Linked DNA regions of Zea mays: region 1 is linked to region 2. A link is a contact called in public Hi-C data. All regions are on one chromosome and are shown on one strand. The core of a region is the stretch at or near the end of the contact, and the rest is flanking DNA. Distances in the headings are between cores, read along the strand shown.

Region 1 (5,632 bases), core at 1,960-4,459, 68 kb after region 2:
TGTGCTGCGGACCGTCCGATGGAAGAGCAAGCACCGTCTGAGACCACACGCGGACCGTCCGGGCCCTTGCGGCGGACCGTCCGCGACACCGAGTTGACTTCGACCAGGAACTACAAATCAGGGATAGTCCGACTAAACCGCGGACCGTCCAGCTACAACGTGCGGACCGTCCGGCTATAATTCGCGGACAGTCCGCATGTGAAGACCTGGTTCAGCCCGAAGGTGACAAGTTGAGCAAAAGGAATTATAGAGCTGGCGCGGACCGTCCGGGACCAAGGGCGGACCGTCCGCGTGGTGTCACCGAGGCAGATAGCCGTTGATCTAGCCGTTGATCTGACAGAAGTATCCGTTGAAGATGTCAGAATCGACCGTTGGAGGGTCGCGGACCGTCCGGGCCCTAGCCGCGGACCGTCCGCCAGTGCAATTCCTGGCAGATGCGCCCCAACGGCTATATGGGTGGTTGAGGGCTATAAATACCACTCCAACCGGCCACTTCAAGGTGTGGGAGTCCAAGCAACATTCCAAGTCATCTAGTTGACATACTCAAGCCCTCCCAACCACATATATTCATTGATCCATCCTATACACAAGATTTAGACCACTACAACCAACACAAGTGCCACAAAAGAGAGAGCAAGCAAAAGAGAGCTACTCATTTGAGTTTAGCACTAGTGCCTTGTGAGATTCATCGAGAGATAGTGTGTGCTTCATCTTTGTGTTCATTTGCGCGTGGAGTTTTGACTCCCATTGAACTTCCTCCAAAGTTTTGGAGGCTTGTAAAAGCTAGCAAGAGACACCAAAGATTGTGGTGGTCCTTGTGGGATCGAGAGTGATCCTTGAAAAGAAGAAGAGCTCGCCGATCCTTGTGTGATCGGGAGAGAGGGAAAGGGTTGAAAAAGACCCGTCCTTAAGTGGACTCCTCAACGGGGACTAGGCCTTCGAGGGCCGAACCTCGGTAAAACAAATCACCCGTGTCCATTGTGTTTATTGCTTGTGATTTGTTTGCTTTCCCTTGCTCCAAGTTTTTCTTGCATCTTTATTTGCTAATAGCATTTGGTGTTGCTTCAAGTTAAATTCCCATTTAGTGAAGCAACACGTTGCAAGAAAGAACTTGTCCTAGTGCTCTTCTCATCCAAGACTTCTTGCTTTGTTATTCTATAACTTACTAGTTGTATTGATTTGTCACTTCCGCATTATTTAGTAATACTCCTTTCAAAGCAAGAACTTAGTTTATATTCTCCGATATTTGTATTTTGTTCTAACAACTAATCAAGGGATCTAGTTGGGGGATAAAGTTTTAATTCCCAGGTTCCGCCTATTCACCCCCCCCTCTAGGCGACTTTCAGTCTCGTAGTGAACCCTGTCTTGCCTCCTCGGAAGAGGTGCATGGGAGTCATGACGCCTTGGCAAATGGGTAACACGACTTGTGGGTAAAGATGTGCAACCTCTGTAGAGTGTAAAATTGATACATCAGTCGTGCTCACTTTTACGTGCGGCTTAGACCCCTCACTTGATTAAATGATGGAATTAAATTAAACAGAACATGCATTACATTATTGGTATTTCATTTATGATCTATTGTTTAATTGGGATGGTACTTACTTATACTTAGCAATTGCTAATAAAAGTTTGACCAACTTAATTAAAAGCTAATGCTTAGCATCAAACTTTTTCTTGGTAAGCCTTACACTACACTTGTACCTAGACACTTGTTGAGCCCCCACCTTAAGTGAGCTCAATTGATGTGGGATTTTGTTCAGAATTAGGTTAATAGGAGGAAGGCTACTATTAAGAGTTCGAGGAGGTCTAAGTTGTTGTCGTTTAAGTTTCTATACTCTGAGGCATCATCCGTGTGAAACTTCATCGTGGCACACATATGAGATGTATATGGATTTTCACTTAAATACGACTTTAGGGTTTAGGGTTTTAAGGTTTAGGGTTTAGGGGTGTGATGCTACTTCTGTTGCTGAGAGGTGCTTTAGTTGTTGTTGGTTCTTGAACTCTGACGGTGCAAGAGTATTAGTGCTGACATGGGAAGGAGTGGGGAACAAGATGAGAGAGTGAAGGACAACATCGGTCCCCTTATGTCAAGTGTACGATCACCAATCACGTAGGTGATTTACTTTGAACAATGATATTTTGGACCTCTTGTGGCCCAATTAGCATTTGACGCATATATGGTTTTATAGAAACAATGGTAAATTTGCACCCTCATGTGGCTCAATTAATAAGTTTGGAGACTCGTATTCGTAATTTTGGAAGTTAAGAAGGTGGATGGCATCATCGTGCAAGTTTAGTTACCTCGTGCTGCCAGTTTAATTAAACAAGTTCGAGAATGTTGACATGATTTTTTTTAAGTTTAGGACCTAGATGACATGGTCTTGTAAGTGTCATTTTTTTAAGTTTAGGACCTAGATGACATGGTCTTGTAAGTGTAGGTACTGGACCTAACACGTCAGATCTCATCAGGATTGAGTTAGCATTCTATATTGATGTATGAAGTCGGTTGAAACCCATTTGACCATTTAGAATAGTATTAAGTGGAGTGAGCCTATGGTAACCTTAGGGTTAGTTTGAAAACTCCTTTAGGGTTGGAGGTTCATTTCCCTCCAATACTAAAGGGTGATTTGAGTTTCCAAACTTCCAATCTCGGAGGGGATTTGAGTTTTCAAGCTAATCCTTAGGTCATCTTCAGTAGATCTTCTATTTTATCCATTATTTCAATCTTCACTCTATAGTGTCAAGCAATATCATCTATAGTGTTGCATCTCCTATTTTACATGATCCACCGAAGACAGTTTTGAAGACCTAGAAATCAACACATGAAAGTTAAGGGCGTGCAATAGATGTATCCAGTTAAAAAGGGAAGCCACAAAATTCAAGAAATTTATGATTTTACCACTCCTAATTTTTGTTGTCTGTTATTATGTCATCCCGTGTCTATGACTGATGGGACCATCTGTGTCTATGATTTGTGGGTCCGATAACATATTGGCGAAACCAACAAATGATAATGGCAAAATTGCCAATATCTCGCAAAATTCAAGCCGTGAGAAGAAATAAGAATCCAACCAGATAAAAACAAGTACTGTTCGTTCCCCTACTTGTCAAAAAGGAAAGGGAAGCCAGGAAGCTAAAGTGTATAGGTTATCTATCTGGCCCGGAGGCCCAAGAGCATCGTCGTCTTCTCTGGCCAGCTCTAGGCTCTAGCAGTAGCTTCCTTCACGTAACCAAACTCCGCTCCATGATGACGTGGACGTGGACCCCAACTCGAGCCGCGGCGAACCAACATTGTCTAATCCTTTTGTCCGGTGTTCCCGTCCAATCACAGAGGCGCTTCCAACTCATCACCCATCCCTCTTCATCCGATCCCAATAATTTCTTGTATACTACGATACGATCAATCGGCTTGCAAAGAGATAATGTGGACACATGCACTTGTATGCGTTTGAGCCTTAGCTTTGTGGTCCCAGATCTATACATGTATTATTGTGGGATCACAATTTTTCGTCTACGTCTATATATAATGATAGTTTTAACCATTTTTTATAAATATTTATTCCTATTGATGGTCGTCTCGTGGAGCGAGTATGTTCTGCTCTTCCGTTATCCTTTCTGGCATGCGAAGCGCATAGGTCTATTTTTCTCTCGTTTTTCGCTTAATACACCATGTTAGATAAGATTTATGTAATTATCGTACCTTAAAATTTAACGAATATTAGGTGTCGTTGTATCCATGTGATGTGTTGCAGTGTGGCTATCACGAAAGTTTTGGTTATTTCTAGAAGATAATGAAAAGCTAATAAATAATTTTGTATTTAGAATTTTAAACCATTTCCAATAATTGTATCGATGCATTCTTTTCTTCTCTTTAGTTTTTTTAATAACGCGTTCGACTTGATTACGTAGACCTATATATGGTTTCATATTATTATAAAATATTCCGGAAGAAAAAGTCTACCGATCATGTCATGTCGGACTGATGGGCTATTAATATTTATTAGTAATCAGATATGTCAACTCCAAGAATTTTCAATCAGACGTGGTTCACCGTCTCTAGTTAAACACAAATGGGTAAAGCAGCTTCTCGTAGGCTTCTAGCTGATAATAATAGGGAAATGTACACACAAAACTTTTTCGTTTTTCTTTTCTATTTTCTTTCTTTTGTTTTCTCCTATTTCTCGCTTTCACGCTTGTGCCTCCCTTATCAACTCGCCACCACGGGTCTCCTCCTCTATGCGATGCTTGCTTGTCTGTCACAAGTGATGTAAATAATACAAATATTATCTATTCGTATTTAAATTCGGTCGTTTAAAAGAGATGAGATCCGATCTATATTCAAGTCCGCGTACTCAGTATTTGATCCGTATATGATTTATATCCATATTTGTATACTCATGTTTAAGATGTCGCCATCCATTCATATCTTATCGACACAACTCGATAATATTCATATATGGTCCGAGTTTGAAGAGAAAATATGAAAACACATATAGTACAAGCAATATTTGTCCATATTTATCTGATTACGCCCCAACCATCACCACCCTCATCGTTGGGCCTCCTCCATAGTGCGTCGCTTCACGGCCTGGCACTATGTGTTCATCCCCTGCTGCCGCCGCCCTCCACGCCCTCCTCCATAGTCCATAGCCTCCATCATGTGCGCCTCCCTAGACGTGGTGGAGGGTACGCTTATGTGTACAAGATTAAGTGGAGCACGACCACATGGCCACATGGAGGTGAAACATGTACTTTATTGGACCAAATTTGTATGTATTTGTTTATCAAAGTTATGGCATTATGTACTAACCAACAAAATTTGAAATGAAAATTCAGTTCGTATATATAGAAATAAAAAGACCATTTTATTAAGGGGTAGATTGATCAAACGCAAATAGGTGGAGGGGTAAAATAAACAAAAAAATACTTTAGGGGTTACATGGAGTTTTTCCTTTGTGAAACCATGGAGGATGATGTAGAAATTTTCACTTTTTAATAGTAAGCAACAGAATAAATTCGGACACTGCATGGGCTTGAAAAAAAACGACAATACTCGTACCCTTAGGTAGTGTTTGGTTCAAGAGCATAGTTGAACAGAATGACTTCGTTCTAGTTAATAAGTCTCGAATGGCTCTATTCCGTCTTTGGAAGATAGAATAGAACCATGTTGTTTTTTGTTTGGTTCAAGAGGGTAGGAAGAATGAAGCCACTATATCATATGTTTGGTTGAGTCGTGTGAGTGTGTTCACCTTCCTCTCTTGTCGGTGAGCTTACCCTCACATTATTCATCATGAGCACTTCATTTGTTAATTTTTGTTCAATGATCAACAAAAATAATAATAACGTCATCCATATGAAACAAGTAACTAAAACCGAACCAGTACTCTATATTGATTTAATCCACAACCTCAACCAAGTTGGACTACTAGAGTTAAGCACAACATCAATAAGTACTATGTACTCAATTAATCCACAACCACAACCAAATTGGAATGTTAGACTTAAGATAACCACAACATCACAAGCATTGTACAATGCTAGCAACACTAACGATATAAAAAATCACATATAGATCAGAAAACAAGCATGTGTAACAAGGGATATCACAATCACAATAACGATATAATATTAT
Region 2 (5,854 bases), core at 1,841-4,340:
TCCCTCGCCGAGTCCTGAGGGAAGAGCCTCTCGAATATCATCCGGTAGTAGTAGGCCTCCTTGTTGACGGGCGTGTTGTAGGGGAACATCTGGGCGGCGTTGTTCATCATCTCATCCGTCACCTGCTGTTCAGTGAAGGATTTGAGGCCATCGATCCAGTTGTAGCCAACGCCGTCACTGAACTGTTCTTTCTGCCTGTAGAGAATATGCTGCGGATGGTAAAGGTGTCAGTTTTCAGGGCTTGCAATGCAAACTTAACACACGGAGGTAATTAAATTAAACCAGGCTTCTCTGAATTAAGATCGATGTTGCTGTTTTAACCTTGGGCAGGTAAGGGTGCTCGTCGTCGTCGAACGCCTTCCTCATGACCCACTTCTCGATGCGGCCCAGGTTCTTGTCGTACTGTGCGTGTGTGCGCCAGCAGATCAAAGCAAGAAGAAGAGAAGACATCGTCATCAATCATCATAAAACAACAGAGCACAGAGCTATAAGCACAGTCGCTGAGACCCCTGATTTGTACCATTTTCCATTCGGGGTCCATGCCCATCGCGACGTTGATGAACTCCTTGTCGAGGAACGGCACGCGGACCTCCAGGCCCCACGCCGACGTGGCCTTGTTGGCGCGCAGGCAGTCGTACTGGTGCAGGGCCTTCACCTTGCGGCAGGTCTCCCTGTGGAACTCCTCCTTGTTGGGGGCGAAGTGGAAGTAGAGGTAGCCGCCCAGGAGCTCGTCGGAGCCCTCCCCGGACAGCACCATCTTCACGCCCAGCGACTTGATCTTGCGAGCCATCAGGAACATGGGCGTGCTGGCCCGGATCGTCGTCACGTCGTACGTCTCGTCGTGGTAGATCACCTCCTCGATCGCGTCGATGCCGTCCTATGGTATGGATGGTCGACCGATTTTTATATTATTTGCCACTCGTCAGCGTACGTCACGACCAAGTTCACCCCCAGAAAAGCGTGCGAATGATTTACCTGTACGGTGAAGTGGAACTCGTGATGGATGGTTCCAAGGTAGTCAGCGACCTCTCGTGCGGCCTTCAGGTCAGGAGAGCCCTGAAACGTACGACGTGCCGGTCGGCGGGAGGTAAGAAAACGTCAGCGTCCCGCGATTTCGAGTGCCCCCCCCCCCCCCCCCCCCCCCCAAAAAAAAATAAAATACAAAAAAAAACATAAAACCTCGAGGCCGACGACAAAGGAGTGGAGCTCGGTGCCGAACTTCTCGGCGGCCTCGGTCTCGACGAGGTGGCGCTTGGTGACGGAGGCGACGAGCGAGGAGTCGAGGCCGCCGGAGAGGAGGACCCCGAACGGGACGTCAGTCATGAGCCTCTTGATGACCGCCTGTGCATGAAGCGCACGCGGGCACATGGCCAGGTCAGTGTCAGTAACGGCCGCCGGCCGGCACGCACCACCGACCCAACAAGTTAAGGAGGCACGCAAAGCTACTAGCTGCCGTGTGCGAGCTAGGTGGTCACCTTCTCGAAGGCCTCTCTGAGGACGAGCGGCTGGTACGGCATCCGGGGCACCTGCTCCTGGAACCAGTGCGGGGTGTACCACCGCCGGAACCCGCCGCCGGCGCTGGAGTAGAGGTGGCCCGGCGGGAAGATCTCGAAGCGCACGCAGTCCTCGTTCAGCGCCTTCATCTCGGACGCGATCCAGACGGAACCTGCATGCAGTGAAGGAAGGAGAGGCGAAAATCGATCGGTCAGCTAGCGTGTGTCGATCTCCCACGCTTTATTATATTGTCTTAATCTGATCGGCCGCACATGCATTCGTTCGTTTGTCTGCAGAAACGTGAACGCGCGCATTTGTAGAAGCTAGCTCTAGTATAGAGAGAGATGGGCCGGCCGGGACCCGGGAGCGCCTACCGTCACTGCCCCAGCCGATGTAGAGCGGGTTGACGCCGATGGCGTCGCGCGCCGCCACGTAGGTCCTGTCGCGGGTGTCGTAGAGCACGAACGCGAACACCCCGTCCAGCATGTCCACGAAGTTCTCGCCGTACTTCTCGTACTAGATCAGACAAGAGAGAAGAGGGTTGGAATCATCAACTACTAGCTAGCAGTCGTGCAGCGTTTGTTCTCTTCATGTGCATGTAGTGTTGGAGTGGAGAACATGGCGAGAAGGCGAAATTTGGTTGTCAGCTAGCTGGAGTACCGAAACGATCAGCATATACAGGTAGCAGGCTCACCAGGGGGATGATGACCTCGCAGTCACTGCCCGTGCTGAAGTTGTGTGTGCCGGTGAACTGCTTCCGGACGTTCTTGTGGTTGTAGATCTCTCCATTGGCCTGGAACACAGAAGCAGCAAGCAGCGCATGGTGAGGACAGTACAGCATAGTGCCGCCGTCAAAACAAGACGGTTGGATTTCATCTGTACTGTTTGCGTTCATGTATTCTTACCACCACCACGACGGTGCGGTCCTCGTTGAACAGCGGCTGGTCGCCGGACAGCGGGGAGACGACGGCGAGCCGCTGCTGCGCCAGGAAGTTGCCCTCGTGCTGGTAGAGGCCCGACCAGTCGGGGCCCCTGTGCTTCAACCTGCGCACGGCACGTGGATCGTCAGGCAGGTCCTCCGCCAGTCAAAACTCAAACGACTAATAACCAACTAACCGGAGCAACGCTATTGTAATCAGTACCACAAAAAAAAAAAAAACACACGCGGGGGGTTACTAGCAGCGAGAACGACGACGAAGGTTCCCATGCTATGCTAGCTCCTTTATTTTCAGAACGGCCCACCCTAGCAGAGCTAGTCTCTACCGTTCGATTCTTTATGATTCCTATGAGAAGAGCCTCCTGGGACCCCGGTGAAGAGGCAAAATAAAACGACACCAACCAACCAGTGAACCAGCCCTTGGTTCCCACTTCCCAGGAATCAAAGATCCCTCGGCGCGCGGCCCGACGGAGGACGAACTGACACTAGTAAAATGCTAGCTAGTCTAGACTCTGCTAGGGTGTTGGGTAGTGGACTGGAGGAAACTAAGTGCAATGGATGGACGGGTGCTCTTGCCTTCTGGAGCAGGCGAGGATGCGAGCCCTCTTTGCCTGAGACCAGTCGGAGCAACCGAGCACGGCTAAGATGCCACACATGATGCCGGCGCGGCGGAGCAGGAGCAGCAACCGAGCAGTTTTTTTTTTTTTTTTGGGAGGGAGACGAGACGTGCTGGGATGCGGGAACCAGGCGAGAATGGCTGCCTTTTTATAGGCGGGGCGCGCGGCTCCGGGACCTCGCGTCTGCGACCCGGCGGGAGCGCTCCCTGGACACGCGGCGGGTGTCGCTTCGCCGAGCTCCGTGCGCGGGAGGAGCTTATCCGTTCGGGATGCTGCGCCGGCCGAGTCAGCGTGGGCCCCGACCCCGCGTCAGCCATGGTGCTAGCCATCGGATCTAGGTTCCAAGGCTAGATGAGTGTCCCGGGGTAAAGGTCCTCTATAGATCGGCTGGTGGGCCAAGGCTGGCTGACGGGCCCCGCAGGATTCACCAATGGCCGGCCGTGCCCTTTAATTTGCCGCGAGATGCGATGATGCACATTACCATTCGTGGAGTGTGTTTTTTGTCGCGTGCGATGATGTAAACAACGCTGCTGAGCACCTCGCATATGATTAATGTATGCGGAGATGTAAGTTTAGATGGTAGGTAAGATTCGATGGATCCGCCTTCTAGTTTTAAAATCATCACAATGATATTACGTTTTCTTGCGGGGGAGGAAATTTCAACGACGATAATTGGCTTCCGGCTAAGCAAGATACTCCATGGGCGGCCCTTAGAGCATCTCCATTAATTCCCTTAAAAAACTACATAAACTCAGATTTAGTAAATTGCTAAATACATATTGGGAATAAAATCAACCTTACTCTCCAACAACACCAAATTTTTAATATTTTTAAATTATGCTAACTTCACTTTTCTAGTTACTACTTGTAACTTTAAATTTGGTTTCATTTATACGATAAAGTTCAATAATCACCGGTTTTCTTTTTATTAATATTTTCATTCTGTATGAATTACATTGGTTGTTTTCCTCAAATCATTTTCAGACTTGTTAAACGAGGATGTCAAATTTATCATTTCAACAACCCCAATCATTTAAAGCGCATCACTTGTACATGGGAACAACCACTGTGGGTGCCTCGCTCAGAGAGTGTTGCTGCGGAAGATGCAAATGGGGCTAGTACGATGGATGGGAGTAGGGGCACAACCACTGTGGGTGCCTCGCTCGACACGAGCAACATTCTTTATGACACTAGCAAATTATGTCCGCGCCATCGATCATTGAGCACACATGACCCGATATGTTTTAGTGCCAGTAACATTATAGGTGTCAATTGACAATACTGTTTTGTTGTTTTGTTAGTGACACATTATAAACTTAGTTGTATTGTAGACTCATAGATCAACAAACAAGGTCATGACAAGTGGCAATGAAACTTAGAGATATATTAGTTAAACTTAGAGTTTCATATGTCATTGTTGTACTGATTAGTGAACTTGAGCAATGATAGTCATTAACTAATGTGCCAGTGAATCATATTCTTCGTTTTTTTGTTGTAGGCGCATTGATTAAATCAAGTTTGGGCTTGTCTTTTAGACGCCATTAGATAGATGCAAGTCTGTGCCGATGAGTTGAGGAGGTTGAGCAACCGCAATCATGTGCCTGAGTATCTAGACTATGTGCACAAGAATATCCCGGTTAATGCCATGAGTGTTGTTACTAAAATTGAAAAAGGTCTTGACATTGTGAGCACGGATCTGGAGCAAGTTCTTATTGGTTCGCAACCTCTACTTGAGGATTATGAAGCCATTGGCTTGTACGATGATTTCCAATTCGATGGTGATGTTGATGTTGGCTCCCGGGACTAGGATGTGGTCAATGATCGCCGTCTGTCACATATGAACGAGCATATCTGAGATTTGTGTATGTGAGACGTATCTAAGACTTGTGTATCAATGTAATTTGCTTGGTTGAACTAGCCATTTGTATGGTGTTGTGGTCTATGACATTAGTGTGTTGAACTTGTATGGTGTTGTGCTCTATGTCATTTGTTTCAAATTATGGCAACTAAGTGGACCATGTTTTATAACATTATGGTACTTGTGTGAAAACTATGGTCTATGCCATTTACACAATGTGATAACCATCGCATTATGACATCCATTTCATTTACACATGCATTACAAAAGATTTCCACCCTATGTAAAGCTCTCAGCGAGAAAACGACCGATTCATAGGAGTTCCTTTCTCAGCGCCACATCCTATGGCGCCAAGCTAGGTGCCACATGAGTGCCCCATCAGGCTTCACTATTTAGCGAGGCACGTACCTCGACACCATAGGATGTGGCACCGAGAAGTGTTACCTCGACGCCATAGGATGTGGCACCGAGTAGTGTTACCTCGACGCCATATCCTGTGGCACCGAGCAAAGGGTCCAAAATGGAATTAAGTCGTCCAGGGGTCTAAACATAATTTTTTTTGGAAAAAGGGCCAAAATACAAAAAAATCGGTTCTAGTGCATTGCATCAAGTTATTGATTCTCGAGGCACTAGGAGATCATCAAGTGAGCGTCGTCGAATTGTTACTCTTGGAGGTTGCCGCCTCTTAGATGGCTTAGTGAAGGATTCTCCGTCGAGCTCTCCAACAAAGTTTGTGGAGAAGTTGCGATGTTGATTATGAAAGTCTCACACTTGCCTCACGAGAGCGATGAAAAGTGACATTAGTGGAATCGAGGTTCAAGCAATTCATTGACCATCCAGCTCAAGAGATCAAGTGGAGTCTTGATAGAGGAGCGTGTGAGTGCATTGAATCCACCTCAATGTGGATTAGAGGTGATCGGCAAATCACCGTGACCATGGTAAAAAAAT

What was found. A called contact is a pair of places that touch in the nucleus more often than the background predicts.
Region 1: a Hi-C map of endosperm shows a contact between it and region 2, with 4 times the contacts expected there. The contact joins the enhancer-like site here to the promoter of LOC100192350 in region 2. A contact is called at or near these places in 6 of 25 Hi-C or Micro-C datasets (endosperm and leaf).

The regions. Positions count from the first base shown.
Region 1 is chr1:44,977,247-44,982,878 of Zm-B73-REFERENCE-NAM-5.0, forward strand. No RefSeq gene overlaps it. Among protein-coding and RNA genes, the nearest start is that of LOC109943615, 36 kb to the right of the region's middle. Within about 2 kb of position 3,210, at least 16 of the 20 cell types and tissues checked have an H3K27ac peak or open chromatin away from gene starts, as enhancers often do. A contact at or near this core is called in endosperm and leaf, where this site is marked.
Region 2 is chr1:44,909,516-44,915,369 of Zm-B73-REFERENCE-NAM-5.0, forward strand. It overlaps LOC100192350 (asparagine synthetase 3), which reads right to left and starts at 3,091. Exons shown (of 10, transcript NM_001137542.1): 1 at 3,008-3,091; 2 at 2,400-2,538; 3 at 2,189-2,287; 4 at 1,869-2,010; 5 at 1,476-1,666; 6 at 1,180-1,341; 7 at 976-1,056; 8 at 521-877; 9 at 322-402; 10 at 1-209. The coding sequence starts at 3,087.